Linked DNA regions of Macaca mulatta: region 2 is linked to region 1. The links are chromatin contacts, called in public Hi-C maps. All regions are on one chromosome and are shown on one strand. Each heading gives the region's core, a stretch centred on a gene start, on an enhancer-like site or on the middle of the called end of the contact. The rest is flanking DNA. Distances are from core to core; before and after follow the strand shown.

Region 1 (2,751 bases), core at 130-2,629:
CACATAGACTGATAAATATCCAGTCATTATTTTTCTCCTCTGTCATTACAGGAATCTTTCTTTTCCTTTTTTTGGGGGGGGGGGGGGCTTAGATAGGGCACCTTTTCCCATCTCTTAATCACTTCCTCAACTCTCTCTCTTGCCCAGCAGAAAATTATGGGATAAGGGAGTGAGGAAACAAACATGGTACTGTACAAATGTGACAAATTCATAAAAGAAGCCAAGTTCTCTTTAGAAGAATGTTGTGGTATCCAGAGCAAGAAGTTGAAACCAATCTATGAATTGGGATATGAGGGTAAAGGACATCAGTAACACACTTAGCACATATGAAGTACCTACAGGGGAAGACCATTGCACTGATATTGAGAAGGATGCAAGAATATGTGAGGTTCTCACTTAGAAAGCATTCACTAGACTCAGAATTTGGTGAGAGGGGCACTAAGAGAACAAGACCGAGCTTGGTCCTCGCTCCTGCACGGAGTTGTATAACCTCGGCCAAGTCTCTGAACTTCTGACCTGTTTCCTCCTCCATCTGTCCTAGCTGCTGTCCGGGCTATTATGAGGCTCCAGACACTTTGGGAAAACTGTCAAGTGATAAAGCCTCGCAAGAAGGGAAGGCATTCTTAGTCTGCTCTGCGTCTGCTGTGTGCTAGCGCCTGTGTGGGGGCACCGTGAAGGTTACAAACCTGAATCAAATTCAGAGCCTGCCTTTCGAGAGGGCAAATAATGTATCCAGGGATTCTACCGCAGTGGAGAGATGGGTTGACATTCTTACCAGATTAAAAAGGCCTGCCCTCCTTCTCATCTCCTGGGTGGAGAAGAGGGGTAGGCCTATCAGAGCCCTTCCCAGCAGCTCCTAACGGCCCAAGAACGGCGCTTCGCCACAAGACCAGGAGGGCGCGACCCCCAGGCTGATCTCGAAGCGGCGCAAGCCCAGGCCCGGGGACAGGGGCGCCCGTGGACAGGGGGGCCCGTGGACAGGGGGGCCCGTGGAGGAGGGGGGGTCCGTGGAGGGTGGGCCGGGGATGCTTATAAAGTCTTCAGTGTCACACTGGAAGGAGTCGGGGACCAAGAAAAGAGGCCAGCCAGTCTCCTGACATTCCCTCCACAGCCTCCAGCGGTGGATACCCCGCCGTGGGCCGATAGTTCGCACTTCCGTTCAGCCCGCTCACCAGGCCTACCCGCTCCACCGCAGCCGGTGCCGCGCCCTGCGTTTCCAAGGCAACCGACGTCCTCCTCCCCACTCCCTCCCCACCCGCCCTAGCTTAGCCGCGAACGGCGGGCCAAGCGCGCCATCTGGTGGCGGCGCAGGGAAGAGTCCCGGCCGAAGGCCCGCACCGCCGCGGTGGTAGCCGCGGTCGCTCTCTCCAGCCTTTTTCCGCTGACCCGGCTGGTCTCAAACGCTCACGAGCCGCTTGGCTCCCTTTAGTCGCAAGCCCGGAAGTTGGTGACTGTAGACACAAGACCCACGGACTTTGTGCTGTTACCGTGAGCAGGTCATTTGAGTCTCAGAGTCTGTGTCTTCCGCTGTAAAATGAGACGCCTGGACTCGGTGGTGGTTTCTGCACAGTTCGGGGGACGCGGACGGGGACGGGGACGGGGACGGGGCCCGGTGGTCTGTGAGGCTTCTGCGCGCCTCTACCCCGCTCCGCTCCTTCCACCGTGGCGGCTTCTCTTCCTTCCACTTTTGTACACTCATTCTTTGGTTTTAGCTCTTAATAAGAATGGCAGATCCCTGGACTAAATGCTTATAGGACAACTTCCTGCTGTACAAGTCCTTGATTCTGTTTTCCTTTTCGCTTTCCTTTTTTGTTCCTAAACCTTGAGAAAGGAATTTAAGTCCAGTATTTCCCACTCTTCGCTTTTTGCTGTTCTCTCTTCCGAGAGAGAGAAAGAAAATCCTACACGTAACCGCCTTTAAAGTTCCTCCTTCCTCTCCTGCATTATTTCTCATTATCTGCCTCAAGATAATTTTCTTTGTTTTGTACTTTGACACTGGCTCTAAATGGACAATTTTCTTTTACATCCTAGGAGCGTCTATATCCTGGTAGTTACATTTCAGTCAATTACTTATCCTTTTGTCCCAGGAAGACAGAAATGAGGCTCCTTTAGGCTTCCCTGCTCCCTTCGTAAGTCACCTGTTTGGCATTCTTGAATTTGTTTTTTTAAAAATGGATTATAATATTTTTTATTCATGCTGTGTTATATTAATAATGTATTAAGAACTTAAAGAAAGGGAACTGAAGCAGTTAATGAAAATATTAAGCAGCTTTTGGTTAAGGGAGGTTTTCTCATCAGTAAAATACCAAAAATTAACCATTATTAGAGATAATTTATGTGTTTCACCTCATTTAAACCTCCCTTTAGTCTATCAGTGTTGTGTTTATTAAGTGCCAGGAATTTGCTATGATCTACACATCTGATATAAAGGTTCTTCTGTTAACCTGGTTTTCCCTAAAATAACATTGTCAGATGGGATTATAGGATAAAATTATTAAGAGTGCAAATTCAGGAGAAAAAGCTACCACTGGAAAATTTTTAAAGCATGGAGATTTTTTAGGCAAATATAAAAGCAATTTGTGATTCTTCAGCACTTTGAATTCATTCCTACATCATTTCCTATAAATCTTAGGCCTGCTTCTTTTATGAGAGCCTGGGCCCATAGTGAAAAACTGTACTTTTACCTATCATTTGTATCCTGCACAGTTTTTCTTATGGTGTTTACCAGTTGGTGGTCAGTGTGAAGCCAGA
Region 2 (2,751 bases), core at 94-2,593, 450 kb before region 1:
GAGAAACACAATTTTAATGTCATTAATTAATAACACTCACTCGTCTGAGTCACACAATCATTCCAGGGTTGTCCTTTCTTTTTCCCTATTAAGAGCAGGGTAGAATTATCTCACCAGGATTATGAATTACCACCATCACCACAGGGGTCTCACAGTCATTCAAGAGACAAACTTTATGAGGCTAGTCATCTCCAATTTATCTTTCTGGCTTCTTAGAACTGTATATGTACAGAATACAATACATTATCAAAACTTGATGGGAAAAAAAGACAATTCAACAAAGGGATTGCAACATTTAAAAAAGCCAGAAGAAAAAAGAAGGAAAAATACTTCTAGGGGAAAGGAGTCAGGCCTGAAAATTGATGTCTGTGTGGTTTCTAAGGAAACAAAAAAGATTCACCTTCCAGATTATTCCTAAAGAATTCCAGGTGCTGATCTCATTTACTCTAACAATTTGGCAATGTAGGTTATCTATTTTGACCAATAAGGAAACACACTACTTGCATCCTTCTCTGGTTATCTCAGATACGGTTCACACGTTAAGTTTCTGCCAACTTCCAATTAAATTAAGCATATTTTTACTGGGGTTCTTCCAAAGGGACCCAGCAGATATACACTGCCTGAGCACCTTAATCTTTGAAAAACCGTTTGCTATAGACCAGATTCAATCCCAAATTCACCTCTACCTCACGGTAATAAGGGAGGCATTTATACTGGCGATTGAACTTAGTTCCTTAACTGCAAAATGTCAAAGATAAAGACCATCTCACGAGTTACGAGGATTAAGTTCAAAGTGCCAAATAAGCGCCACACATAAGGCTGAGTGACCAAAGGCGTACACTGCACTTAGCCCAGTACTTGTACAAAATGCACACTTAATAAATGCCAATACTGTGACTACTATTCGAAAGAATCTGAACGGAGCTGGGCATAGGAGAGCACCCAGCTTCCCACGCTCCATCCTCACATACCCAGCCAAAATACAGTTAAGTGGGCTTCCCCGCATCCCTAGAGCCTGCGTACCCTCCCCGCCGCAGGGCTTCGCCCTCGATATCCTGACCCCTTCCTGATACCACTCGGTCCCATCCTCACCAGCCTCCCCGCCACCAAGCAGCCAAACATGGCGACGGCAGCTCCGTTCAGCCGGCAGTGACCTGAAGCCGGCGACTAGGAGTCCTGGGGCTACTGCCCTAGTCGAGACTAAGAACCTTCCAGAATTTGTGAGAGGGTGTCTGCCCCTCCACTACATAGTGACTGGGCCAGCGGCTGGAACGCCTCTGCCCCGCGACCTCTGACCTTCTCTTCCTAAGCAGCACGCTGCTCAGGCAACAAGTACTTCCGGGGCTTACACCCGGTTTCCCCACTGAGGAAGAAAGGTGGGCCAGCGCCGGTACAAGACTACAAGTCCCAGAACAAGTCCCAGAGGGCACTGCGCCGGTTTCCGGGAAAGTAAGCCCGGAGGCTTTGCACACTGGGATCGGTAGTCCGAGTGTTCTATAGCCACACCATGTGTGGATCTCTCATTTCCATGTACAATCCTGGGAGGAGATACTTCTAACGTTTCTGTAACATCTGAGAGATAGTGCACTTTTACAATAATCACGTCACTAGATCTTTACAAAAACCCTATGAGGTAAGTATTATAATCCAAATTTTATAGGAGTGAGCAACCTCAAATCTTTACACAGCAGTAAATGTTGGAGGCTGATTTCAAGTCCTAATCCAAATCCGGGTTTCTTTCTGCTACACAGTATCTCACAAGTACTAATCTTTAACCAATTGTTTTGTACTTGTCTACAGTTTATAGTTCTTTCCAGCTTCACTTAGTTGTCACGCTCATTTGCTGTACAATTGTGGAAAAGTTGTAGATGTCTTTGTGCTTCAGTGTCCCTCCTTTGCAAAAGAAAAATAATGTGCCTATCTCCTAGGGTTGCTGTGAGGATTAAATGAGCTAATATGTATAAAACACTTAGCATAGTGCCTGGCTGTGCTTAATTAGTGGGAGTTTTGTTGTAAAAATATCTATTTTTTTTTTCTATATGCATTTGCAGAAAAGGTTCATAGGAAATACAAAACAATAGCCAAAAAAAAAAAAAAAAAAAAAAACTGGCATCAAGTACTGATTGCCACCAATACTTATTCTCCCTTTCACAACTCCAATTTCTTTTCATCTTGAATAGGATAGTAAAGGGTCTCTGTCCAATTTAAATATCTGAGCTTGGCCACCAGCCATAAAGCAGGTCTGTCTTCCCTGTCCTTAGTTTATATACGGGGGATCAGTGTTTGGAACAGTCTTCTGGCCTCCACTGTGGATCCCTAAACTGATCACCTATCTTATCACTGATACTCCTTTGAGATAGCTGAGCCAAAGATGAAGAGGTAGGAAAGGATCTACCAATGTCTCCAACTTGCTACCTAAAAAGTCCTAGAACCTTCCGAATAAAAAGGCCATTCATATGAAGACCACTTCATAAATTAAGGCACCCACTACCTGGCTTCAGAGCCCATCTCTGCCATTTATTAGTTACATAATCTTAGGCAAGTTAACCTAACACTCCCATACCTCCTTTTCCCCATCTTTAAAATGAAGTAATAATAGTATCTACCTCATAAAGTTGTTTCGAGGGTTCTTACATGTAAAGTACCCAGTAGTGGCCAGAATGTAGCTTACTCAATAAATGTTAATATTTAGCATTATTGCCTTTCCTAACTAATTTTCCATGTCTTCTTCACACCCACCTTGTGCACTAG

Evidence for each region. Hi-C and Micro-C count contacts between places; a contact is called where the count stands out from the background.
Region 2: a contact with region 1 is called in a Hi-C map of liver, with 3 times the contacts expected there. The contact joins the promoter of HIKESHI here to the promoter of SYTL2 in region 1. A contact is called at or near these places in 6 of 14 Hi-C or Micro-C datasets (CD4 T cells, blood, cortical neurons and 3 more).

Annotation. Positions count from the first base shown.
Region 1 is chr14:86,449,618-86,452,368 of T2T-MMU8v2.0, reverse strand. It overlaps SYTL2 (synaptotagmin like 2), which reads left to right and starts at 1,379. Exons shown (of 21, transcript XM_077964145.1): 1 at 1,379-1,496; 2 at 2,032-2,129. All of the region lies in intron 1 of CCDC83 (coiled-coil domain containing 83), which reads right to left.
Region 2 is chr14:86,900,477-86,903,227 of T2T-MMU8v2.0, reverse strand. HIKESHI (heat shock protein nuclear import factor hikeshi) reads right to left here and starts at 1,343. Exons shown (of 5, transcript NM_001260980.1): 1 at 1,093-1,343. The coding sequence starts at 1,122.